4 separate regions of the Mus musculus genome follow, and regions 1, 3 and 4 are each linked to region 2. The links are chromatin contacts, called in public HiChIP or PLAC-seq, Micro-C and promoter capture Hi-C maps. All regions are on one chromosome and are shown on one strand. The core of a region is the stretch at or near the end of the contact, and the rest is flanking DNA. Distances in the headings are between cores, read along the strand shown. Region 1 holds the start of Cnot6l (CCR4-NOT transcription complex, subunit 6-like). Region 2 holds the start of 4930467D21Rik (RIKEN cDNA 4930467D21 gene). Region 3 holds the start of Bmp3 (bone morphogenetic protein 3). Region 4 holds the start of Mrpl1 (mitochondrial ribosomal protein L1).

Evidence for each region. Promoter capture Hi-C pulls out the DNA fragments that hold promoters and counts their contacts. Hi-C and Micro-C count contacts between places; a contact is called where the count stands out from the background. HiChIP or PLAC-seq counts read pairs in DNA pulled down with a chosen protein or histone mark.
Region 1: a Micro-C map of embryonic stem cells shows a contact between it and region 2, with 7 times the contacts expected there. The contact joins the promoter of Cnot6l here to the promoter of 4930467D21Rik in region 2. A contact is called at or near these places in 1 of 484 Hi-C or Micro-C datasets (embryonic stem cells) and 1 of 115 datasets of contacts at active chromatin or transcription factors (large pre-B cells).
Region 3: an H3K4me3 HiChIP or PLAC-seq map of stem cell-derived neural progenitor cells shows a contact between it and region 2, with 5 times the contacts expected there. The contact joins the promoter of Bmp3 here to the promoter of 4930467D21Rik in region 2. A contact is called at or near these places in 1 of 39 promoter capture datasets (hippocampal neurons) and 1 of 115 datasets of contacts at active chromatin or transcription factors (stem cell-derived neural progenitor cells).
Region 4: a promoter capture Hi-C map of embryonic stem cells shows a contact between it and region 2, with 2.6 times the contacts expected there. The contact joins the promoter of Mrpl1 here to the promoter of 4930467D21Rik in region 2. A contact is called at or near these places in 2 of 39 promoter capture datasets (embryonic stem cells and pre-B cells).

What each region holds. Positions count from the first base shown.
Region 1 is chr5:96,158,714-96,165,492 of GRCm38.p6, reverse strand. It overlaps Cnot6l (CCR4-NOT transcription complex, subunit 6-like), which reads left to right and starts at 3,503. Exons shown (of 12, transcript NM_144910.2): 1 at 3,503-3,556. Gm52799 reads right to left here and starts at 3,698. Exons shown (of 2, transcript XM_030254979.1): 1 at 3,602-3,698; 2 at 1,547-3,354. The coding sequence starts at 3,698. The coding sequence ends at 2,738.
Region 2 is chr5:97,388,662-97,395,530 of GRCm38.p6, reverse strand. It overlaps 4930467D21Rik (RIKEN cDNA 4930467D21 gene), which reads right to left and starts at 3,114. Exons shown (of 8, transcript NR_045981.1): 1 at 3,024-3,114; 2 at 36-161. Naa11 (N(alpha)-acetyltransferase 11, NatA catalytic subunit) reads left to right here and starts at 3,201. Exons shown (of 2, transcript NM_001033191.2): 1 at 3,201-3,903. The coding sequence starts at 3,234. The coding sequence ends at 3,890.
Region 3 is chr5:98,850,173-98,856,400 of GRCm38.p6, reverse strand. It overlaps Bmp3 (bone morphogenetic protein 3), which reads right to left and starts at 1,986. Exons shown (of 3, transcript NM_173404.5): 1 at 979-1,986. The coding sequence starts at 1,288. Gm34563 (a long non-coding RNA gene) reads left to right here and starts at 1,894. Exons shown (of 3, transcript XR_389376.3): 1 at 1,894-1,974. RefSeq lists a promoter at 1,899-2,762 and a silencer at 3,100-3,604.
Region 4 is chr5:96,207,235-96,213,684 of GRCm38.p6, reverse strand. It overlaps Mrpl1 (mitochondrial ribosomal protein L1), which reads right to left and starts at 3,570. Exons shown (of 9, transcript NM_053158.3): 1 at 3,492-3,570. The coding sequence starts at 3,522.

The DNA of each region.
Region 1 (6,779 bases), core at 2,254-4,753, 1.2 Mb after region 2:
TCTAGCTGCTTTGTTTCGCCTTTTTTGCTTGTTTTGCGCTTATTTTTGAGATAGGGTATGTTACTGCCCCAGGAACTCACCAAGGAGGCTAAGTCGGCTGGCCAGTGAGTCCCAGGGATCTGCCTACCTTCCAGTTACTCTTGGCTCTATGAGGATGTGTCCCCACACTCAGCTTTTTTTGTGGGTTCTGCAGGATCAAACTCGAGCCTTCTTTCTTGCAATTCGAGCACTTTACTGGCTGAACTATCATCAAGGACACTATTTCAGAGTTAAAGTTTTTGGCTCATGTATTTATGGTGCTGGGGATCAAAACTAGGGCATTGTGTGTACTACAGAATGATAAGCCAATGAACTACATTCCAGACCAAGTTATAGTTGTTCATATTCATGAGATGGGATAAAATGCATTGAACGATCTTACTAATATTTTTTTAAGATTTATTTTTATTTATTTATGTGTTTGGTTCTGTGTATGCTTGCCATGTGTGTGTGGGTACCCTTGGGGGCCAGAAGAGGGTGTTGAATCTCCTGGAGCTTGAGTGACAGGCATTTGTGAGATGCCTGCTGTGGGTGGCAGGAACAAGTGTAGGCAGGATTCTTAATGACTGAGCCCTGTGTCTGCAGCTCCAAGTCACCTCTTTAAAAGGATAAGTTTCTCTTCAACCCACTGATGTATAGTTGTACTTATTTACAGAACATATTTCTCTAAATGTGTACATTGTTGTAATGATCAATTCTAGAAAGTTAGTGTATCCATCCAGATAAAGATGAGTAGTCATCAAGGAGATACAAACTGGTGCCCAGAGAAGTCAGGAAAGGATATTAGATCTCCTAGAACTGAAGTTAGGGATGGTTGTGAGCTGGGTATTAAACAGAGCCTCTGAAAGAACAGCCACTTAGCCACTTAGCTCTTAACCACTGAGCATCTCTACAGAACACCCCCCACCCCCACCCTATTGAGCTTTTTTATAAACATCCACATTCCTTATTCTAAATGTTCTAATTACCCCTCCCCTGTCTTCAATGACTGGGAAACATTTACTACTTAAAACTTAAGACACCAGCAGTGAACACTGACCCTGTAAATCTGGGCCTCAAGACCAGCAAGCCTCATCATTTGTCAGTACTCTTTCTATCTGCAGCTGCTCTCTGTCTTCCTGTTATTAGGCAGTAGATGGTGGGGAGTATCAGATGGCTGAGGTAAAAAAAACCGCCAGCGATTTCCATCTGTCCTTCTAGGCATTGTTCATCTGATTTGTGTCACCTTTCATTTTTGGCTCCTTCTCTGAGAACTTCCTGTTTATGTGTCAGCTTCCTCTGCAAGCACTGTGCAGTCCACAGGCGTGAGGACTGTAGCGGCTTGACTGTCTTTCCCGTGCTGGGAAAGAACACAACACAACTGGCATGTATGTGTGCTTACTGTGCAGGACCTAGAAAGCTACCTACAGGCATTTGGAGACATGTGAGACATGTAAGTATCACACTTATCTGACTTAAATTCTGAAGTCTTTATTTTCCCCCTTTGCAACATTTGCTAGTCTTTCTATTTTGGGAGTATGTGTCAAGAAATTTACTTAGTCAGGTGCTATACAGGCAGGTTCACTATTCTGGCCTCCTGGGGTAACTTGTTGGCTTTGTTGTTTGGCTTTGTTGTTTACAAAGCCAAAGATTACTAATTACTATTAGTATCTTGTCAGGTTGGACTAAACCAGTTGGGATTGAATAGACTTCTTGCATGATTAAGGCCATCTTAACACCTCTTACATAAAGTGTTGCTGTTGGTGTGTGTGTGTGTGTGTGTATGGGGGTGGGGAGGAGGGGGGGGGGAGAAGTTGCTAGTAGGAAATAGAAACTGAACCAGGATGGAAAAAAGGTAGCTGGTAGGTTTTTTTTTTTTTTTTTTTTTTTTTTTTGACCCAGAGGGGCTTTTTCACTCATTCACACTTCCTGGTAACAAGAAGAAAATGCAGTTCAGTTCTCCATAAATAATTTGCATTTATAATTGCACCCCCTTCTTCTCTCAAAAGATAAAGGCTTTAAACATTCAATAACAAGGCCTGAGAAAAAGGCAACCAACACGGTGCCTTAAGAGTGCTGAAAACAACATATATTTGAGAATAAAACATATTGAATCGACTCTGGACCGGCGTCGGTAAATACCCAGCACAGAGCCATGCGCCGGGAGAGACGGAAAAGTGCAAAATCCAAGGCAGCACTCTGCCTTGCAGAGCACATGCAATTTGCTTCTAGCTTTGTTGGAAGAAGCTTCAGGTGGCACAAGTAAAATCCTCCGGACTTAAAATAGCAAGCTCCATTCACACGGTAACCAATAATATTTCCAGTTTACACTTAAATGTTTTCACTCCGTAACCGCCGCAAACTGCCAAATACAATTTTATCGCGAGAGAGGATTAAAAATAGGACGGGGTTATCGCAGAGCGTCATAGGCTTTTAAACCCACCTCCCGCCATGCAATTTACACATGCTGTTTTTAAAAAGAAGAAGAAGAAGTCAAGAAACCCACTGAGGACGTCAGAAAACATTTCCTTGGGTCGTTCCACCTCACCTGAGGTCTCCTTAATTAACCACCCAGAATGCCCTGAGCTCTGCTGTGGGCCTGCGTGGGCCAGCGTCAGGAAACAGTGCAAGCACCCGCGTGTCCCTTCCCCATCCCCAGCATCAGCACCTAGGTTCTGCTAATCGTACGAGTCTTCTCGGCTTCTACCCTCCACTCAATCTAATAAAGCAGTTTTTTTTTTTTTCCCAAAACACCAGCGAGGGCGACGGTAAGAAGCGAGCCAGGCGCTTGGCCGTCCCGCGCGCACGCGCAACTCCCGAAGCGCGGCGCGCCGGGGCCCCGCCCCCTTCCCCTCACCCCACCCCTCGGCGCCGGGGAGTGACTGACTCCCGCCAGCCCCTCCACGTCAATCAACTCTCCTCCTCCTCCTCCTCGCACTCTCTGCACCTTGTTATTAATCTCTAAAGCGATAGCGCCTGGACTTCTCTCCCCGGCCCTCGGGGTTGTGAGCGTGTGTGAATTAGAGCGAAGGCATCGAAAGCTCGCGTCTCTCTCTCTCTCTTCTCCCTCTCTTTTTCTCTCTCCTCGGCCCCGGCCTCGGCAGCGACCCGGCTCGGCATCGACCCCCGCGGCGGCGGCAGCCTCAGCGCCAGGAGGCCAAGGCCAAGGGCGGGCTCCGCGAGGCTTTCGCAGCGGCGTCTCCGGCGACCGCGGGCCCTCTCCTACGCGCCCCGGTCGCCCCGGTCCTGCGCGGCGCGGCCCGCGTCCCCCCTCCCCGCCCCCCGATCCGTCTGCTCTGCGCTCCCTTCGGCCGCCCTCCGCCGCCTCGGTGGTTCCTCAGGCGGCCCGGCCCGGCCCGCCCGCCCCGCGTCCCCTCCGGCCGGTGCCTCTCCCCCCGGCGGGCTGCCTGCATGTCTTTACTGCCCTCAGCCCCGCCGCCACCGCCGCCGCCGCCTCCCCCGCCGCCGCAGCCCCAGCAGCAGCCGCCCCGCCGCCGCCGCCGTCGCCGCCGTCCGGACCCTGGCGCGCTGAATGCAGGTGAGGAGGGGGCGCGGGCCTCGACTCCCGGCCCTGCGCGCTCGCCTTCCGGGGCCCGGCCTCCCGCCGCCGCCGCGGCCCCTCGGGGTGAGCGGGCGGGCGTGGGTGTTTGTGTTTGCGTCTGAGGTCTGGAGGGGAGCATCTGTGGGGCCCTGGTGCGCGCGCGCGTGTTTGTGTGTGTGTGTTTCCCCAGCCGCGGGGAAATGGCTGCTGGTGCTCGTTCAGGGCCCGCGGAGGAGAATGAGGTAGAGTGTTTCCGTGCCTCGGAGTCGGACCGGGAGTGGAGCGAGGGGGAGCGCGTCTCCCCGGGGAAGTGAGGTGGGCGAGGGACGAACGTGTGTGGGTGTGTGAGTTGGGACTTTGGCGGGCGGGAGGCGGCCCCGCGGCGAGTGGGTGTGCGTGTGTGTCGCGTGTGTGTGTGTCTGCGTGTGTGTGTGTCGGGCGGCGGGAGCCGGCCCGCGTCGCCTCAGGGGGCGCGGGTTCCAGGCCGTGTGCGTGTGGGGAGGGGGACGGAGTCGGGGACCCCAGAGCGTCGAGGTCCTTCCGCTTCGAGGCCGGGGCTCAGAGCCTCACAGGTGAGAACGGCTCGGCGGGAACCCACGCCGTGGACGCGGGAGGCAGTGCGGCCCCCACGGCGGCGGGCGGCGGGCAGCGGGGGCTCGGGCCGCGGTTCCCGAGGCCGGGGCCGCGGCAGGAAGCGCGCCGGCCTGCAGCGCGGCCTAACCGTCTTCGCGCCCGGTGGCCTCCCCAGACGCTCCTGGGACTCCGTCCTCGCGCGGGCCCCGGGCGCTGCCCCGGGCCTGGCCAGGTGAGGGTCGGGGGCGGGACACGCGGATCGTGGTCGCCTGTGCCGCCTCCGCGTCTCCCAAGGGGAGAGGAAGGCATATTTTGGCGTTCTAACTGCAGGCCTTCCCAGGCTGGCGTGGGGAACCCGAGGGAAAGTGAATCAAAACAGGAAATCTCGGAATTCGTGGGGTTCGGATCTCCTCTTTCCGTCCGTCCTTTAAGGCTGTGCGAGCAGAGGCTTGAGTAAATACGTTCTTTGTTGTTGCAGTTGTTGCAGCGGATACTTTATCGTTGGTTAGATTTTTCACTTCCCTGGAAATCACTCTGGAAAGGCAGAGAGGAAGAAAGGGAAACTGGCCTTGTTGGCCTGTGGTGTTGGTGGGATTGGATCAATTTTGTGAATTTGAAATGGCTTATATCCTGCCTCCTAGAGGGAAAGGCGTGGACACAGAACTGAGGAGGTCAGTGAGGAAGAGGAAGTTCCCGGAGCTGTCATCTTAACCCTACCGGCGGCTTATTTAGCTTAGACTGTTTAGGCGGATTGTGTTCAGGAGTTTAGCTGAGCTGTTTGTACACAGTGAAGGCACGCTACAGCAGTTTTAGATGCTATCTTACTGATTCTCGTTATCTTAATTCTCCATGGAGATAGTCATGTGCAACCAAACGTGTTTTTCCTTAAGTCTCCCAAACCTAGATCATCAGCCTCTATGGTCAATTTATTGTGTGCTCCTGGAAAGCTATCTCAAAACAAAAAGCGGAAATAAAGGTAAATCTGCCACTGAGTGAATAGGGCATTTCAGAACTGTATGTAAACGGTATTTTAGTTGCCGACTAACCTCACTTTTTATATTTGGGTCTAGTTAGACCACACAGCTAGACCTTGACTGTGGGTGGAGTCACACAATACTGTATCATTTGAAGCTTTTAGGTCGTGGTCACTGTAATGACCAGAGATTGCTCTTTTCTGAACCTAGGCTCACAGAGAAACAGTATGTTCTTCAATGGGAGGGTGGGGGTGGGGAGAGGAGAAGTAAAAAGCTGTTTCTATCAACATTACTCGAGGAACAGCCGAAGTGTGGAGTTTAATAGGAAAAGGGTCTTAACTTTTACAGACTAGTTAGAACCATGGCCATGTCATTAATACTTATTGTCATGTTCTCTTGATGTCTAGGATTTGTGTATCTGTTTTCTTGTATCAGGAAGATGATACTCTTTCAGTAAGGTTGTGAGAGGCCATTGAGAAAACATGTTTGGCATATAGTAGATGCGATCTTTTACTACTGCCTGCTACTGCTCTGATTATAAGTATCGAAAAGTTTTTAAGTACAAATACTCATTAATTACCTGTAGCAATATTGCTTAATTGTGAGTTAGGGGGTCGAGAAAATACAGCTGGGGATGTAGCTTTGTGTACAAATATGTGGGCCCTGGGTTTGGGTCCCAGCAATGAGGAGAAAAAGTATTTCAGAGGCCTTTAATATACATAAAGTCTGTGTAAGCATATGAGATGTCCTTTTTTTTTTTCTAGACGTAAAATTGTCAATGTAGCCTTGCATGTTAGTTTATAGAAAATAGCCAAACTTGCTATATTTATTATTTTTGATTAGTTTTAGTTTCATTACTTTTTAATGAATTTAAAAACATAGTCCCTGGGAGAGGATCCTAAGTTCTGTAAGTTGATTACAATCAAACATCAGAATAGATGAAAGAAGTAGATTTTATATACAGCCACAAACAATAAATGTTACAAAACTGTTACATAATTCTTTTAGTTCAGGTTGACAGATTCTTGTAAATAAAACCTTTGGGAGCATCTTTCTGAGTTTTTCTACCATCCTGTAATAATCTGCTGTTTCTATTTTGTATAGAGTGGGTAGTAAATGTGCTATTTATTGAGTTTTAATTTTTTTAAATTTAAATTTATGTTTTTGGAAAACCATAATGGTGAGGGGTGTAAAGTAAAACCAGTGGAAAGGTTAGAAGAATTATACTTTTTAAAATTAAGTGTTTGTTTTTGAGAGTCTTGTCTTGTAGAGCAGGTTTACCAAAAACTTACAATCCTCTCGCCTTAGCCCCCTTATGGCAATTAGAGGCATTTGCATTTCACTTGGTTCTAATTTAAGAGGTTTGTTTGCTTACTTGCTTGCTTGTTTTATGTTTTAGGGAATGAGGATAAAGACAGTAGTGAGAATGTGTGAATGATTTCATTAAGTCCCTTAAAAATACTAGTTTGGGGGGTTGGAGAGGTAGCTGAGCAATGAAAGGAACATTGTACTCTTTCAGAGGACCAGAGTTGGGTTCCTAGTACCCATGTTGTGCAGCTCACAAGTGACTGACAGCTGTAGGGGATCTCACACCCTCTTCTGGCTTCAGAGGGTACCTACATTCAGTGCACATCAACCACATATAGATATATAAACATATAATACAAAGTAAG
Region 2 (6,869 bases), core at 1,865-4,364:
CATGGAATTTCTAATCAGTACAAAAAGGTACTCACAAAATTCAAAAAGCAAGCAATTCATGTCTGTTTAAAAAGTTAGCATTAGGAGGTCTGGAAAGACAGCAGTATCTTGGTGGGAGAGAGGCTCTGGATTCACTCTTCAGTGGAAAAGTTGGAGAGACGCTGACAAAAGATGAGGTTGAAAAAAATCAGTAAACAGGAAAAGATGATATTCACTGCAACTACTCTTATAACTAGCTCCATAAGGGAGTCAAACCAGAATACACACACTTGAAAAGCAACCTTTAAGAAGAGACACAGACCCCATAATCAGCATCCAAACGCTGACACCATTGCATACACTAGCAAGATTTTATCGAAAGGACCCAGATGTAGCTGTCTCTTGTGAGACTATGCTGGGGCCTAGCAAACACAGAAGTGGATGCTCACAGTCAGCTAATGGATGGATCACAGGGCTTCCAATGGAGGAGCTAGAGAAAGTACCCAAGGAGCTAAAGGGATCTGCAACCCTATAGGTGGAACAACATTATGAACTAACCAGTACCCCGAAGCCCTTGACTCTAGCTGCATATGTATCAAAAGATGGCTTAGTCGGCCATCACTGGAAAGAGAGGCCCATTGGACACGCAAACTTTATATACCCCAGTACAGGGGAACGCCAGGGCCAAAAAGGGGGAGTGGGTGGATAGGGGAGTGGGGGTGGGTGGGTATGGGGGACTTGTGGTATAGCATTGGAAATGTAAATGAGCTAAATACCTAATAAAAAATGGAAAAAAAAAAAAAGAAGAGACACAGGCCATTCATGTCGCAGGTGGCCCATGCCTTTAATCCCAGCATCCAGGAGGCAGAGGCAGGTGGATCTCTGTGAGTTCAAGGCCAACCTGCTCTACATTGTGAGTACACCCTGATGGCTCCTAGAGTAAATTTGACTGGATCTTCAGGACAGCTAAGGCTATGTAAAGAGAGACCCTGCCTCAAAAAAGAAAAAAATGGACAGAAGGAAAACAGGAAGGAGGGAGGGGGATAGAAAGGGAGGAAAGGGAAGGAAGAGAGAGAGAGAGCGCAAGAAGGAAAGAAAGGAAGGAAAGCAAGCAAGAAAGGAAAGAAGGAAGGAGGGACTGATGGAGAAGAAATGGGAAAAAGGGAAAGAAAAAGAAAGAGAGAAAGAAAAGAAACACAGGCCAATAAAAAAAAATAAGCAAAAACTTAAGCAGCCACTTCTCAAAAAGGAAACAGAACAAATAATAAGCAGGTGTTCATTGTCACTAGTCACCAGAAAAATGCAAAATATGCCACAGTGCAATACATCCATTGCTGCACAAGAATGGATAATAGGAAAAGAATGGAGAAATCACATGCGTTGCCAATGTAAGAAATATCAGATATGAGACTTTTCATCAAATACTATAAGACATGTATCTAGGACAAGGAATTAAGTTCTTTCTAGTTCCCTCACCTGTAAGACCTTTATGCTAATGTTTTAATTTTCTCTACCCAGTAAAACCTTTATTTATATACAGGTCCTCTGCTCTAGTCCAGGAATTTGATGTCCTGGAACAGTGGTCCCTTCCCCTTTCATTTTCTGTGCACCAGTTTGTTTGTTTTTGTTTTTTTGTTTTTTTGTTTGTTTGTTTGTTTGTTTGTTTTTCAGACTAGCCATCTGAGTAAGACTGTAAGGCCCCCAGCCATGGGAAAAAGACACAGCCTCCCCTAGAATTAGAATAAAAACCAAAGGTGCTTTTTGTATGTGTTCACTCTTCTGAGCACACCCTCTTGCTCAAGGGTTTTGCCTTGTCCAAACCCTTCATGTGGAGGGGTAGTCTCATTCTTTGTAACCTGGCACATATTTCTAAGAAGAATGAAGAAGATTTTTTTTTAATTTGGAAATTTGCTTAGGAATATTTATAACATTTGAAAACCATTACATTCTCCAGTCCAGGTGAATATGTACATAAATATTCAACAACATTCTGTCATGCTTTCCATACTATTCCAAACTGGAAATACCACAAATAGCCATGAACAGTAGAGTTTCCCAGTGAATTGGAAAAAACAAACAAAAAATAAAAACTTAGAAAATGGAATATCAAACGAAATTATAGCAAAGCTTCAGTCTGAACAAGATGGCTGAAACTCACATGTAGTGAATAAAAAAAATACACAAACAAAAAATGAGGACAGTGTGATTTTTATATATGAGACCTACTCGGTAGGACTCCAGAGGATTAGAGAACAGACTACCTATGATGGCATTGACAATCTGGTTTATTTAGTTACATAGGGCTGTTCAGACGTGGACAAACTAAAAGGCTAAAACTGAGTCCAAGAGTCTCTCTTAGGTCAATGGTTAAGAGCACTGGCTCCTCTTCCAGAGGACCTGGGTTCAATTCCCAGAACCATATGGCAGCTCACAACTGTCTGTAACTCCATTTCCAGAGAGGCTCTGCCAGTGCCTGACAAATACAAAAGTGGATGCTCATAGCATTCCATTGGACAGAGCAAAGGGTTCCCCGTGAAGGAGCTAAAGAAAGTACCCAAGGAGCTGAAGGGGTTTGCAGCCTTATAGGAGGAACAACAATATGAACTAACCAGTACCCCACCCCACCCCCAAGCTCCCTGGGACTAAATCACCAACCAAAGAAAACACATGGTGGGACTCATGGCTCTAGCTGTATATGTAGCAATGGGAGGAGAGGTCCTTAGTCCTGTGAAGGCGCGATGCCCCAGTATAATGGAATGCCAGGGCCAGGAAGCGGGAGTGAGTGGGTTGGGGAGCAGTGGGAGGGGAAACCAGGAAAGGGGATAACATTTGAAATGTAAATAACGAAAATATCTAATAAAAAAAAAAAAAAAAAAAAAAAAAAAAAAAAAAAAAAACACCAAAAAAACTGAGTCCAAATAGAAGGCTCATCAAGTTGAGTTCAATCCCTGGGACCCACACGTTGGAAGATAAGATTTCTACAAGTTCTCTGACCTGCACATGTACCACTGCACACACATGCAGGTATGCAATGAGTCCCATACCTTTTAAACCGAGAAGGACTCAGCTCCTCTCGCTCCGCCCTTTCCCAAATGTGAACATACTGAGGCCTGAGAACAGGAAGCCTCACGGGCTGGGACAGCAGACTTCCGGAAGCGCCCTTAGCCCCGCCCCTTCCGCCCGTAGGCCTTCCCGCCACCGGTCTCTGCTCGGCCTGGCCCGCTGAGGTCCATTGCCAAGGCAACGACGCCAGGATGAACATCCGCAATGCCCGGCCCGACGACCTGATGAACATGCAGCACTGCAACCTGCTCTGCCTGCCGGAGAACTACCAGATGAAGTACTACTTCTACCATGGCCTGTCGTGGCCCCAGCTCTCCTACATCGCCGAGGATGAGGACGGCAAGATCGTGGGCTATGTCCTGGCCAAGATGGAGGAGGACCCCGATGATGTTCCCCACGGGCACATCACCTCGCTGGCCGTCAAGCGCTCACACCGGCGCCTCGGCCTGGCCCAGAAGCTCATGGACCAGGCCTCACGGGCGATGATCGAGAACTTCGGCGCCAAGTACGTGTCCCTGCACGTCAGGAAGAGCAACAGGGCGGCCCTGCACCTGTATTCTAACACCCTCAACTTCCAGGTCAGTGAGGTGGAACCCAAGTACTATGCTGATGGTGAAGATGCTTACGCCATGAAGCGGGATCTCTCTCAGATGACTGATGAGCTGAGAAGGCAGCTGGTGCTGAAGAAGAACAGATATGTGGTTCTGGGCTCCGAGGAGACCCAGGGCGGCACACTTCCTGATGCTGGGGAGGCCTGCCTGCCCAAGAACCCCACAAGCAAAGACAGTGGCAGCAGTGACAGCACTGATGTCCAGGACAGCTCAGAGGACTTGGATTCCATCTCCTAGAGCATTTCCTGAGGTATTCTCTTCCTTGGCCCCGCCTCCTCTGTACCCCTTTGAGTCATAGCTTGGCCTGCCCAGTCCCATCTTGTCCCACCCTTTTGTACTTGTGCTAGGTTTCTTCCTGAATGCAGTGAAGGTGTCCACAGTGTTACCCTTGCCGCATTCTTGCTAAAAGGAAGATTTCTTGTTGAAATCCAACAAGTGTTTCTTTTTATAGAAAATAGGATGTGTTGAACGATAGACTATGCAGCCAGCGAAATGCAGAATGGGAATGAAGGGCAATAGGAAATTTGACAGAAGAATGTCCTGGCCTCTCCAGAAAAGAAGTAGTATTTTAAAGAGTATGGGCAGCTGGGGGTGTAGCTCAGTGGTCCTGCTCCTGCTTAGCATGCTGGATTTGGCTATCACTACCACCAAAACAAGCACAAGAATTTTCTAGTAAACTAAAGATAATAGCAACCAAACAACCATGGGGGGGGGGGGTACTGTTGCAATCTTCATTCAAACAAACCAAGACGACATTCTCTAGTCACCCAGTCAAAATTGGGACGTGGACTCTATTCTATTAAGTGTGTTAAATGTAAAATGAAGTAATTATCCTACAAAAATACTTTTTTTTAAGTCAGATTAACTAATATGATGGGTAGAATTTGAATTAATATACACCAGCAAAAATAAAGGGACAAAAAGCAGTTCTGATGAGGAATTCAAATAAGATAAACAGCCTAAAAGGGGAAGGGTTGCAGTGGGGCGCTGAGGCGTGTTTATCTAGCCTGTGAATGGCCCTGGGTTTGATCGTAAGGACTGCAGAAAAGGTCTAAAAATAAAATAAGAACGTCAGCCTTGTAAAAACTGTTGAAGGCGAGAAATGTCTCCTCGTGGGTTCCTTATGCTGTCTTTTCACTCTGGGATTTGTGAAAATTTACACAAAAACTTAGAGCAAAGTATTATACTTGCTAAAAACATTCTAAGAAGCCACTAATGCACACATAGTAGCATATGTCTATAATCCCAGTTCTTATGAGCTAGGAGGATGTTGAGTTTGCAACCATCCTGGGCTAGTGAGATCTTATTTTTGTTTCTTTATTCCTATATCTTTAAGGTAAAAGAAAAGCTGAGCTGGCTCAGGGGCTCCAGGCACTTGCAGCCAAGCCTGGTGGATTAAGTCTCAGTCCCTGGGACCCATGTGGTAGAAAAGAACCAACTCCCAAAAATTGTCTTCTGACCTTGCTACACATGTGCCCACAAGTACACACAAATAATTAAAAACACACACCAACAAGTACCTTTTTAAACGCTACTGTCTTAGTAACAGGCTTAGTCGTACTAATAAAATACCACAGTAGTTCTTCCAGAAAAAAATTATGTCATGTAATTCCAGGGTCCATGTGCCAAGAGCAGTTTTAGAGTTTCCGTGGGATTCATCTGATCCAAGATAAGGGAAGACTGTAAAGGGAGAGGTAAAACTGAACAAAACAGATGTGTCATCAGACTCCTACCTGTCTTATAACCTTACTAGACAGACAGTCACTTACCTAAAGTGCACAAGGCCTGGGTTCTATACACAGAACTGTGTTTTCTTAAAAAAAAAAAAAAAAAAAAAAAAAAAAAAAAAAAAAAAAACTTTTATCACTGAAGAATTTATTTAAATAAACAGATTTTTTTAAAACATTACATCTTTTAAAAATCTCTCTAGAAGGATGTAGGAGATACTGATCACTTCGGGTACTCTATGTCTCTTCATTATTGTTAGTTGAGAACAGGGCTAATAAGAGTTGTTTTAAAAGGCTACATCTGAGATGTAGTAAATTCAGAAGCCCTTATGACCTGAGAAATGAAAACATCTGCTCATCTATTAGATAAAGAGAAAAATACCAGAAAAGATTGATTCTTGCCTGACAGTTATAACTCTCATACAAATACAATTACAATTGAACTGTTTGCATACACGGCATAATTGCATCTTCCTTTCCTATATTCAATCTCACCTTCCTTCCAGGTTGATATCTCCTGAGATGATTTTCCTTCCTTTTAGACCAGCTGGCCTTGAATTCTATAGGATGCACCTGCTTCTGCCTTCTGAGACAGCCCTGTGACCCTATCTAATACTTCTTCTTGTTCTTCATCTTTGGGTCATACCCAACCAGAGGCCACCGTGGACCTTGTTGGGGTCACTTTAGTAGTTACAGTATAGTGCTCTGCATAAAGCAACTAAACTGTTGCAGAGCAGTGTGGGTCTGTAGAGTGAGGTGGAGACTAGGTGGAGAGGAAAAGAGCTCTGCTCTGTAAACGGTACTCAAGATCCACCTAGAACAGGTTTTTTGCAGTACCTTTGATAATCTGGTAAAGCTTAAGCTAAGGACCTCTTCTCGGGAGGTGGAGGGGAGGTGTTCCAAAAGGCATCACAATCATGGATTATAAGAGAAAATTTTACTGAAATAGGATCGTCAAGGATTTTAAATGTCTGTAACAATAATACATGTGCTTTAGTAGGTAAGAAATAAAAGTCTAGCAATATGTGTATGGATTAGTTATTTCTGGGCAGGTTTGAGAATAGTATAAATTACATTAGAGATGCCTGCAATAGCTATACTATCATATGAATGTACTACAGTTTTATTGTGACAAAGCCCTAAGTATAGCATGTACTTCTGGTGCATACATTCACAATTGAAACAAATGCAAAATTTCAGTTCCTTGCTTCCTGACACCCATTTTCAAGAATAATGTCTTCCATCTGTTCATGCACATTTAGGTAACTGGGAAGAAAGCAAATACAGAACTTCTTACAGGCTTTAAAACTCAGCACCAACTTAATAGTTAATAGCAAGAGAGAGAAAGAAATGTAGTTGAGCTTTGTCCCAGGAAGGAATGGGAGGTATTCTGGCAAACAGCATCATTTCTTCCACAGTGGGAAACCTTTGTTATGGTGTAGATGTGAGAAGCTGCCTCATGCCCAGCCAGGAACAGATGATCGCTATT
Region 3 (6,228 bases), core at 737-3,236, 1.5 Mb before region 2:
GCCTCCACCCTTGAACATTCCTGACTGTTCTTCAACCCAAGTCTGGAAGGCAGACTTTTCAATCACCTTTCCTTTAATCCTGAAGGTAATGTACACAAACCCTAGTGCATCCTTAAAGCAGATCAACAGTGAGTGTCCAGAGATTTTGCCCTCACCCTGTTATTATAAACTGTTCGCTTCAGCACAGGAGCTGGCAGGGGTGGGGTGGGGTGGCTTTAAGCCATGAATTTCAGCCTCAAGGATCTGTGTTGAAAAAAATAAACCAAAAAAAAAAAAAAAACCGGGAAGATGAGATTTTCATCGCTGATACTAAGAGGTGTTTACTCTCCACCAGAGGAGGTCTCTTCCCAAGCTAACGCTTCCCAGCTTGGATCTCGCAAGACTTATTTGCCAGATGGGTTAGAAATAATCTAAACACTCACGCACCTGGTTTTGTTTGTGTGTTTGCCACTAGGGGACTATCAAGAAGAACGTGTCAGATATAGCAACCCAAAGGTCGCAGGAGTTAAGAGTGAGTTCTGTGTCTGGAGAAGTGCCTGTTGAGTATGCTTTTCTCTCTCTGGGCCCAGGGTTGGCATAACATGGCATTCACTTCGATCTAAACGCTGCCAAAGCCCGTCGGAGGGAATTTATGCCGAGCAGAGCAATTAAATCATCAGCATAAGATCTCCGTAGGGGTGCCTGGAAGAGGGCTTCTGGACCCTGGGTGTCCTCCCTTGGCCTCTTTCCTGCTGCACCTCTAACTAAGCCTTGCCACTGTCCCAGCTTTTCTTCTGCTTTCCCGTCTCAGTTGGGCTCAAACTAGGCTTATCCGGAACGTCCCTGGAAAATTCCGAGAGGGCAGAGGGGACCAGACGGCAGCATATGAGAAAGGTCCCTACAGTGTACCGCCAGGAGACAGCGGAGTGGAGTGGCACGGCGGGAGGGGCTGTCCTCTGCACCCCGGGGTGGGATGGGCTCCCTCTCCCTCCCACTCACCTGCGGCTGCGGCTCTGAAGCTGCGGACCGTGTTACCACCGCGCAGGGGCTGAGGACCCGGGAGCTGCGAGCCCGGTGTCCGGGTAGCCTGGACTCTACTGCTGCCGCTGTACCTGTCATAGAGCCACAGCATATGCTCCGACACCTTGTCGTGCGGCCTCAGGTCCGGACTCGGGCTACCACCTGTCGCGCGGTCGCTTGGCTCAGTCTCACGGAGTCCCGGGAGGTGCAAGTTTGGTCTCTGTCCCTGTGCCAGGTTCAGGCAGAAGTAACCTAGCCATAGACAGAGCAGCCCGCGCGCCCCGGCCATAGCGAAGTCCTGCTGTCGCACCGCTCTACTTCGGGTCGCCCGCGACACCTCGGAGGCGAAAGGGACGGCGGCAGAGCCGGGGTGGTGCTCCAGCTGCGGAGCGGGACACTGAGAGCCGGGCACAGCTGGAGCGAGGCCGCGAGGGTCGGCAGGTGGGCTCTGGGTGGCAGCCGCGCCCGCTCAGCTCCTCTCGCCGGCCAGCCGGAGGGCGGAAGGTCTGGGCGAGCGCAGCCGAGTTGTCAAGCGCGGGCTCTCCCTTCCGTGCCACCTGAGACTGGGAACACCCGGCCGGGCTGCCGCTATGGGGATCTGGATCTGCGCTCCACCAGCCTGGGACGCGTGCCGGGGCGGGGTGTGCGCTGTCGCAGCCAGCTGAGTTCTCAGAGGACGTGTGGTGTGTGTGTGTGTGTGTGTGTGTGTGTGTGTGTGTGTGTGTGTGTGAAGACAGACAGACAGACAGAGAAAGAGGGAGACAGGGAGACAGAGACACAGAGACAGTGACGAACAGAGAGACAGAGATAGAGAGACTGGTTCTGTTCCTTCTTGTCCTGATCTGATCTGTCCGGTCCGCCTGCAGCGAGTTCTCCCTCTAGCCTCTGGCTCGCCTTCCTAAGGCAGCTGGAGCAAGACTACCTCCAGAAGAGAGAAGCCTGGAGCGAAGTAACCAGGGAGCCAGAACCAGAAGGGTAGGGAGAGACTAGGGAGGGCGCACGGGGAGGGGCAGGTGGCGCTGGCGAGGGGAGGATGGAGGAAGAGTAGGAGGGACTTTTTAAAAAATCTGAGCACAAGTGGCTACATTCCTCCTAGCAAAAAGGCAGAGGCAAGTAGCAGTTTCTTTTCCCTTATTTGTTCTTATTTTATTTTTTGTTTTTTGTTCCCTTTGTTTGTTGTAGAGGTTTTGGCTATTTGCAGTTTGCTTTGTATTCCGCTGATTCCATATAAAATCACCACTATACGAACACCACAGTTGGCTCCTTCCCTGGGACACTTGGAAGGGCCCTGTACCCAGACACCTGCGCTGCCCTCCTACAGCTTATTCTTCATAGAGTTTCTTTTCACATACATCCTCATCTTCTTCGGAGGAGATAAACAAAATGAAATTCCACCCCATGTTTTAAAAAGATAAGCTAACTACCACAAGTCCAGCTCGCACTGTCAGACCTCTCTCAATAGGTTTCCTTGAAGACAGCTGATGTGAGAATGAGTCAGGGCCTTTAGGAAGAACCTGGTGTGCAGACTCGAATATAACTAGTTCTGTTGTCCACGCCATGCCAGCACCCTATGGTGTCAGAGAAACATTAAACTGCTAGCCAGCACTGTTTACTGCAAATAACATATCCTAGGTACTTGTCATCCCCTGTGTCCAGACAGGATTTCACTGTGTAGCCAGGGCTGGCCTTGACCTCAGACCCCTGCTGCTTCAGCCTCTCTAGCACGCGGGATCCAGGCCTATATCACAAATCATGGGCCGTAGGCATTGTGCATTGTTTTCAAAGAACCTTCAAACAAATCCCATGTTGCAGACTAAAAGACTGAGAGAAAAGATGATTCCTAGCAGGTGGCAGAACTGGGCTCCAAACCCAGGGAGCCTGACTTGCCTGACTTCTACTCTAGGATCTCTACATACTTAAGAATGGAACGGACATTTAAATTGGCTTAAGCAGACTATGCCCTTGCCATGGCTCCTGGCAGTAGGACTCTCAGTCAATGTCCCTTTTGGGAAACTGTCCCATCTCTGGTGCATTGACATTTTTGAAAAGAAATAGGTTCGCAGGTCACAATGAGCCTTCAACATTTAGTTTCTCCTTTGTTGGGGAATGATAAACCCTCCTAGAGTTTTGTTGGAGTAATACTAGAAACCAGTACTCAGTGAGTGGCACAGGTCTGGTCTTTAGTAGACTCTCAATCCTTTTATCCCAAATTATCCCAAATGTATCCCAAATGCAGACCATGGTCTCCCCCTCTCAGTCACTTCTCAACCCACTGTTCAGCTGTTTGAATTCTGCCCTTAGTCACCCTGGGAACAGCTCTGCAGATAATGCCATAGACTTCAAGAGTGGTCGAGAGGCTCCAATGAGATCATGTGGGTGAGCTTCGCCTGGCATAGAACACATAATAGCTTTTGTGATTAATAATAAAAACCTAATTGCAAAATTCAATAGGCACTGGAAGGCTAACCCTTTGATTTCCCCTGTGAGCCTTTGTGTTCCCTCCCCTCTCTGCTTTTTCTCAGTTGTGTGAAATGTCCTTGCAGCAGCTTCCTGCTCTGCCTCAAAGCAAAGCCAGATGGAGAAGGAAGTCCTCCACTCCTCCTGCACAACGTGGTCACTGTGACCCATCAGTAGATAGTTTCTCACAGCCAGAGCCCTCAGGATGGAAACTCTATCCTCTTTCTCTCGGTATCTCCAAGGAACTGCTTCCCTCATGCCTTTAACTCTGGTTCATATTTCCACTGCACAATTTGTTGCCCTATAATCTATATGGTTCTTTTAATTTGTACCAAGCCACTGCACGGGGACTGGAAATGCTGCATACCTGCATGCCTTCGCTCCTTCCTAACTGAATAAACCTTCACTTCTCTGTGCTTGTATTTTCTCCATTGCTCAAATAACACACACACACACACACACACACACACACACACTTACACAGAAGGCCCAATATTTGGGGGATTGTACATTGGAAACCAGACCCTAGTCTATATAGCAAGACTAAGACCCTTCCAAAGGAGAGGGAAGACGAAGGGAGGGAGCAAGGGAGGGGATAAGAATGTTGGTGATGGGTGTGTGTGTGTGTGTGTGTGTGTGTGTGTGTGTGTGTGTGTAATATTAACATAGTTCCCAAGATATTTTAATTGCTTAGGGAGAGTTGTCTGAGTTTGAGGAAAATGGCCTGTCAGTATGTTATCAAACTATATCCGTCTTTATACTTTAGTGACCAACTATTAGATTTGAACCAAGCAAAGTAAAGGAGGTGTTCGACGTAGTGGAGTGATCCCTATTAGGGTCTTTCAGCTGTAACTCAGAGACTAGTATCTGGATATGGAAACCATTGAACCAAGTGGTAACACTAGGAGAAATCTAAACCCTAAACTGTTTTATGTCATGTACATAAATGCCCTACCAATGACTGGGCCATAGAGGAAACAGGGAATCCAGGAGTGGTGTGTCTAGAAAAGACAAATAGAGGTGCCCATCTCCTAAGCAACTCTTGAGGGAATTGATTTGAAAGCAAACTGCATTGGAAATGAACTGCTCCCTCATCAGCCCTCCTGAGGCTGCCTCTGTGGGATATGTCAAGACAGCAGGAGTGTGATTTCTGTTGTCAGAGCCATAGAGTCTCAGAGCTAGTCATCGAAATAGTTTCAATGTTGTTAGCATCTTTTGATGCCTGCTCTTCTAAAACAGTAAACAACTAGATCATAGGCTTTCTAATTCTGGTCAGATTCGGGTTTAGCGTTTCTTCATTTACGGAGGGGACTTCAGAGCTCAATACATCACTGGTACAAATACATCTCTGGTCTTGTACCTGATTCCTTTATTGTGTCAGATTGAGCTGTTTTAATTTTGGTTTGTTTAGATGGTTCTTCAAGACAGGGCTTCTCTGTATTGCCCTGGCTGTCCAGGAACTTGTTGTGCAGACCAAATTGGCCTCAAAGTAACAGAGAGCTGCTGGCCTCTGCCTCCGGAGTTCTGGGGTTAAAATATTGAACCACCATGTCCAAAATGTCATTTTAATTTTTAGTAATAGGACACTTCTGCTTTACCCTAGTGTTACTTTTTCATTTAGCTATGGAGACAGGGACTCATTCTCATCTCTTTCTTAAATGCAAAGAGTTGAAGAAAGGCTTTCTTATTGCTACAAACCACAGCAAAACACAATTTGAATTTTAGTGGAGTTTGTTGAATTGATCTCTACTTTTGGCTACAAAAGCCTAGATCTATATATATATATATATATATATATATATATATATATATATATATATGTGAATGTGCAGTGTGATATAGAATATATATATACTTAAGCACTATGTGTAACCAAATACTAAAATCTCCCCATCAGAATGGTTATTGAATACTCACTATGGCATAGCTAGGGCAGTTGTGATAACCTACATAAGATTTTCACTAACATTTCTCTGAGGATAAGGAGGAGGTATTTTGAGGAGCAGGCAGCATGTGAGGCCCCATCCTGCTCCCCGTGAAAATGTAAGCAGTTAGTGATTTTTGGGCAAGGGCTCTTCTTTATTGATGTAGACACTGGTTAGTTGCTCAGGCTCTTGTAGATAGCCCCTTACCCGTGCTCCTATATGTAACCACAATTAAATGAGCTGGATTGGACAGAGTTGTTTGTTGGTGTTGGTCTGTCGTTGGTGCCCCGGGAGTGAATCCTCATTTGTTCCAACAGCCCCGGGAGAGTTAACATTGCATCCTGTAAGGCTGCATTTGCAGCTGTGGGGCCTGGCTCCTGTCTTTTTTATGTCTCCATCTTTGTTTCATCTTTCCAGTAAATATTTAGCATCTGTTTTGATCGTGACACTTAATTTAGTGTCAAGAATAAGAAGATGATATCATAATGGTGTCTCATCCCAGGAAAAGAGTCTTCCAGGGACATGGGATAGCTTATTAATTAACTTTGGAAAAATTGATGTCATTTTGATTGACTGAGTGCTTTTTTTTTTTTTTTTTTTTTTTCCTGTTAACCATAGAAGACACACTGCACGGAAAAGGTGACATTGAACGGTTTCAAAGTTAAGAAACAGATTTTTCCAGGAGACTTTTAGATAAAATATTCAGTGCAGTCTCATTTACCCAGGGGTAGGGAGGCCATTCTTATGGATTGCTTTGCTTCTCGCCCAACATCCTCACCACATTTCCTCAGTTAAGTCCCAGTAACTGTGCGCTCCTCTTAGCAAGCTATCGGGACAGCTGCAAATA
Region 4 (6,450 bases), core at 2,321-4,820, 1.2 Mb after region 2:
TTCTTAACCACTTTTAAGTGTAATAATTGGGGCTAGGGATTTTTTTATATATAAAATAATAATCAGGGCTGCCTCAAAAGCAAGAAAATCTGAGTTTGGATCCTCCCAGAATCCACAGGAAAAGCTGGGTGTGGGGCAAATGCCTGCAGTTCTGGGTAAAGTGAGATGCCAGGTGGAGACAGGAGACCCCTGGAAGCTCGCTTATGGGCGAGCCCTGCATGGTGAAGCTCCAGGCCAGTAAGAGATCAAAGGAAAGATGACAGGTGTCTGAGGGACAACCCCAAGTTGTCCTCTTACCTCTACACATGCACTGCACACATCCCCCACATGAACACAAACATAAAAACAAATACACACAAACACACAAAGTATCTAGCAATAAGAACAGGGTGTAGCTTAATGACAGAGTTCCTGGCCTAGTACACGCAAGGTCCTGTGTGCCATAGCAGCATCACTAAAAAAAGAAAAAGATAAAATACAAAAATCACACGTCGAGAGACTGCAAGCAAGGACAGGCATCTAATTATCTAACTACTTTTTATCTAACTACTTTTTCCCTTCACTTGTTTTGGTGTTTGAGACAGGAGCTCACTGTAGTTAGCCTGACCTGGAACTCACTAAGTAGCCTAGGCTGGACTGAACCATAGGCAACACGTGATTACAGGCATGAGCGATTACACCTTCTCCATCTATTTTTACCTTAACCTCATTTAAGCTCAAGAGATTATCTTAGTTTTATTAATAGAGAATATTGCATATGTACCCCTAGATTTTTAAAAAATAGCTTCTATTTTATTCATTCATTTTTAAAGATGATATATTTACAGAGTTGTCTGAGTTCTTCGAAAAGCAGAAAAAGTGAGAAATTTGCCCTACCAGATCAAGACTTGTTATGAGAAGGGGCAGGAAGGAGAAAAGGTAGCATACAGAATAAAAAGAGCCAGCCAATTATAACTGTGTATGCATGGAAATGTCTCAATGAAACCCATTTCTTTACATGCTAAATGAAACGGCACTTAAGCCAGTTGTAGCAGGGAATGCCTTTAGCCCCAGCACTCAGGAGGCAGAGGCAGACAGATCTCTGTGAGTTCAAGGTCAGCCTGATATACAGAGTAAGTTCCAGGACATCTAGGGCTGTTATGGGGAGAAACTCTGTCTGGAAACAAAAATTTAAAAATCCATTTTTTAAAAAATGCATTTTTATGATAGTTCTTTATGTTGGTAGTGGTACAAATACAGAAAGACAGATTAGTAAAACAAAAAAAAAAAAAAGCTTGACAATAAAATCATCCAAATTTCCCACAACAAACGAAGAAAAAAACCCACTCATAGGTGAATGCTAATATTTAAAAGCCTTCCAGGATAAAGAAAAATGTCCTAATAACCTTTAGGGGAGGAACAGTTTCACAAACAAGGCCCAAAGGCACTAAACAAAAAGTAGTTTACTAAATGTTAAAAACTTCTGCTTAGATGGCCTAGTCGGCCATCATTGGGAAGAGAGGCCCCTTGATCTTGCAAACTTTATATGCCCCAGTACAGGGGAATGCCAGGGCCAAGAAGTGGGAGTAGGTGGGTAGGAGAGCAGGGCAGGTGAGGGGGGGTAATAGGGAACTTTCGGGATAGCATTTGAAATGCAAATAAAGAAAATATCTAATAAAAAAAAATAAAGTGACAAAAAAATCCAAAAAACAAACCTTCTGCTTATCAAATATACTTTTTAAAAATTAAGAATTGAGGCTGAGGAGACTATCAGCAAAGTGCTTGCCATGCAAGCATGAGGGCCTGCATTCACCCCACCACACATGTAAAAAACACTGAGCACAGTGACTCTTCCTCCAAATTCCAAAACCAGAAGGCTGATCGCTGTGACTCACTTGGCCAACCAGACGAGGCTAATCAACACACTCCAGGTCCTAGTGACAGACCCTGCTTCAAAAACAATGGGATGGAAAAGTTATGAGAAATATCACACTACATGCATCCACACACATGTACACACATACCTTCCCGCATGCACATACAGTGAAAAGATGAATCTAAAATGGGTAGAGTATATTTGCAACATGTTCACTGGACAAACGAGTTGTATCTTGAGTGTGAAAGAGCAACACAATTGAAAAGTAAACAAGAAGGATAAAAAGACTTCAAACTAGAAAGGAAATGCCAATAGTGTGAAAGCTGTCCACTGAGTAGTATTACCTTATTAGTAAGCAAGGATACATCAATTTAAAACACATTATAGAATTCCATATTAGCACTACTTAAAGAGTGCTCAGTAGACCTATTATAATCTGCAACCACAAAAAGGTTACACTAGCATGTGAAACAAAGCACTAAATTATACTGTTCAATGCAACAGGCAATACTTTTAATAATGGGCATGCTGGAGATGCCTGTCCCAACACATGGGAGCCTAACCCTGTCTCAAATTGTTTTTGTTTTTTAGCAAAACTTAATCAAGAAAGCAGTGTCTACTTTTATTGTGGAGATGCAGTTTGTAAACTGGATGGTCTAAGTACCATTGTTTTACAAGCACTGGAATAAGGAAGGTTATGAAGCTTATGTTCCTGGCCAGTGGGGAGACAAGACACAATAAATAGAGGAAGGAGAAGGGCTGCAAGGTCAAAGAAGAGGGGGAGTTGATTGCATTTTAAAAGTAAAGATCAATTTCATATGAGAGGTGACGGAGCTCTTACTGTGCAAGCATGAGGGGTGAAATTCAGATTCCTGGCAGCCACATAAAAGCTGGGTAAACACAGTGCAACACCTCCCACCTCCAGGGGCTTCACTGGAGACAGTGGGATCCGCAAGCTCCAGGTCCAGTGACAAACTCTGCCTCTGGAAACAGCCTGGATACTGGCTGGCAGAAGAGAGCCTCCATGGGCACACATACATATGCACTCACACACATGTGAACATGTATACATAGACCAAGTACACATACACATGAAAAAGATCTTATAGTGTATATGGCACTGTGAATTCCTATTAGCCATGTCTAACGTGCTCAGACATGGCTATACAAAACACTACAGAATTAGTCTCCAAATGATAAACACGATAGCCTCTGTAAATTTACTAACTGGAATCGCCTTTATTCATAAACACGCCAAGGTTCAGATATTTACAGATGTAAATCACTTCATATACCACCTTTCCCTTCAGGGCTCGCTTATCAAACTGAACACGCCCGCTATCCCACACACACAACAGAATCTTGCCTTGTACTCCTCACCCCTGACTATAAGTACTGCCAATGTATTTCCGCTCCCATTTCATCCTCAAAATGACCTGCTCCAAGAGAGAACCCTTGCGTTAAGTGTCGCTTTTAAGCACTGATGACCCTCTGGGCTGTGGAGCCCAGAAGATCACGGAAGCATTTCGAGGACCGAGAAGCTGACCGGTGCCTACGAGATTCTGCCATGGATTCCGCTGCAACAGGAAACTTGGCTCTAGATTTACTTTCCACGCAAGAACACTGCTCCTCTTACCTCTACGGAGGCACCTTACGGCCGCCGCCATGTTGACTGTTCCGGATTGTGCTGACGAAGTGGGTCCCGGGTTTCAACTGCACGGAAATGCGAAAAAGGGTTCCGCGCGGAAGCTGGCAAAGGGGGAAGGAGTTGGTAGGAGCAGAAGAGCAGGGCGGGGACGACCTGGCTTCAGTGCCCTCGTGGCGAGGTTCCTGTCGGTTCCCTGTCTGAGACTGCCTTTCGTGGCTCGGGTTCAAAGGTTTATCAACCTTCGGGGCGGGGGTGGGGAATGGCTTTGTTGAAAACTCTGTAATTAATTATTCATTCCTTCTTATTTTTAATTTTGGACCCTGCAGATGTACTCCGAACGGTCATTTAAATAGAGGGAACCTGGTTCTCTGACTAAAGTCTTGAGAAAGCTGAAGTGTCCCCAGCTTCCTTCGCTATACTCTTGGCCTTCTTAAGATTCGGTTTTTCTTTAAATGAATATTGCTAGGCGACCGTGCGCGGAGCTAGCGTGTGCGCGCCTCTGAGTTCAATCTTCTTCATAGCAAAGAGAAAACAGAATCCATCAAACTTCGCCTCCACCCAAGGCGGGCCAGGAGGTCCCACTCTCTCACCCCCTTCCACCCCCCTTTGAGCAAACCTTAATCTTTCATCCGTCTGCTTTTTGGTTTCCGGCTGCTGGCAAGCTGTGCTGATCAGACCTAAGGAGCAGTACACTGCTTGGAGTTTTCGAAACACGTCTAGGGTTTTGTTTTGGTTTTTGGAGTTTGTCTGTTTTTGTTTTTGTTCTACGTAGCCAATTAGAGACCAGTGCACAGGTTATTCTGACCCCTTCCTACCCCCTACCCCCCCCCCCCCCAAAAAAAAAACATCCGTTATGTCTCAGCTGCCCGTGTGGTTTCTCTAAACCAAGTCTGGTCAGGAATTAATTCATAAGAATAAACTCCTCCAGTAATTGGCCATTTCCAAAGGCTCACTTACGGGCCTCTGCCTACCTCCTCAACCAACAACCTTCCTAACACACATGCGAGTGTACACATAACACACACACACAAAGAGAGGGAGGGAGGGAGGGATGAAGGGAGGGCAGAAGACACATTTCTCACCTCTGTGACATTTTTCCTCTCTGGCTTTTGTTTGAATTATTATGCAACACATTAACAGTATTTTTTCCCCTTAAGATTTAAATTCAGACTCTGCTCATTGTTGGCAGTCTCCTTTCATACTTCCAGGACTGAATTATGGCCACTTCTTCCTGGTTTTATGTAATAAACAGAATTAGTAATTTTTTTATTTATTTGAAACAATTCTGAGACCTATTATTCTATATAATACAATTTACCAACCTAAGTGTACAATTTAGTGGGGGGTTGAGCACACAGAGCTGTGCAGCTGTCACAATGTATCTCCCCATCTCTTTGAGCTCTTTGTGGGCAGCAATCATGTCGTTCATTTTTGTAACCTCAGCACATACTACACACAGCGTCAGACCGGAAGGAAGGTCTGCAGTAAACGTTGAAAAAAAAAAAAAAATGAATCCATGCTTATATGAATTAGTGACTTGATAAGAATTTCAAGCCTGCAAAACTTGGCTTCCTGAAGCTACTCACAGAAGATGGACCTCATCAAAGCTGGAATTTTCCAGAAGCTTTATTTTTATATTTATACCTAGTAGCCATCTAAATGAATAAGATTGTTACTTATAGACTGTTCTTGTTAACATGTAAGCAGTTACTTCAAAAGCTCTGCGACTGTTTAAAAAAAAGTAAAGAAAACCTTAGAACTTGACTCTACTTTGATAACTTTGTTTCTGCTTGTCCTCTTTTCCTTCTATGCTCTTTTCACACATACCTGAGCAACTACTAAGTACCAAACCTTGTGCTTAGATGCATAGATAAGAGGGAGCTGGAAAACTGGCAGTCACCTCATGATACTTAAAGTTAACTCCGTCTAAGAATATACACAAATTCTCCTGTTGCTGGCTCTTAGATTCATCTCCACAGCTGGAGTCAGTTGGTCCTCACCTGAAAATGCCTACCATGAGAACACAACCATCCAGTCAGAACTCACAAAATGTAATAAGCTTACAACAGTATTATTATTAAAACAATGTCCTGTATAAGTTCAATGTACCTTATTGCCTGCTTTGGTCACCAGAATCTGATGGCATTCAACCAGTAAGATCCAGAGTTCAGATATTTGCAGATAGATAGATGATATTCATTAGCTTAAGACTTTAGAAAAACTATAAATTAAAAGATACTCTGAAATAGGCACTCCATTATAATGATCATGACTTCATTATCATCGTGACTGGATTTAGAATTATGTAGGAGATTGAGGAATACCTCTGGGTATTTCGGTAATGATATTATTTCTAGAGAGAATTAATTAGTGGGGGAAACCCATCCTGAATGTGGGTAGCACTGTCCTGTGGGCTGTGAGCCCTGTGAGCTCTGACAGAACAAAGGGGACATGAGAGAAAGGCAGCTGGCAGCTGAGTGCTGGCTTCTTGCTGCTTGCTTTTGGTCATGGCACAAGCCACTCTGCTATGTGTTTCCCCAGCTATGATGAGCTGAATCTTGTAAAACTATAAGTCAAACTAAATCCTTCTTGTTTTAAGACATTTCTGCTAGTTATTTTGGTCACAGTAAGGAAAAGATAACATATACCAAATCTCTGAATGTTTGATACATAAGAATCCCTCCTTGTTAAAGAAAGCCATTTTGGTTAAGTGGGGAATATTCTGGAGTCAAACTTCCTGCCTCTGAATTCCAATCCTGAGTGTGTGCAAAATGGAGCAAGTAGCTATAACCCTCTGGGCCCTGTTCCCTTATTTGTGACATGGGGCTAACAATGAGATAATTTTCTGAGAACTGTACTAGAGTGTCTGTCACAGAGTCAACCCTGAACGAATACTAAATGTTGTTATTAAAGAACCAGATAAAATTCTTAGTCAGAATAAAAAAAA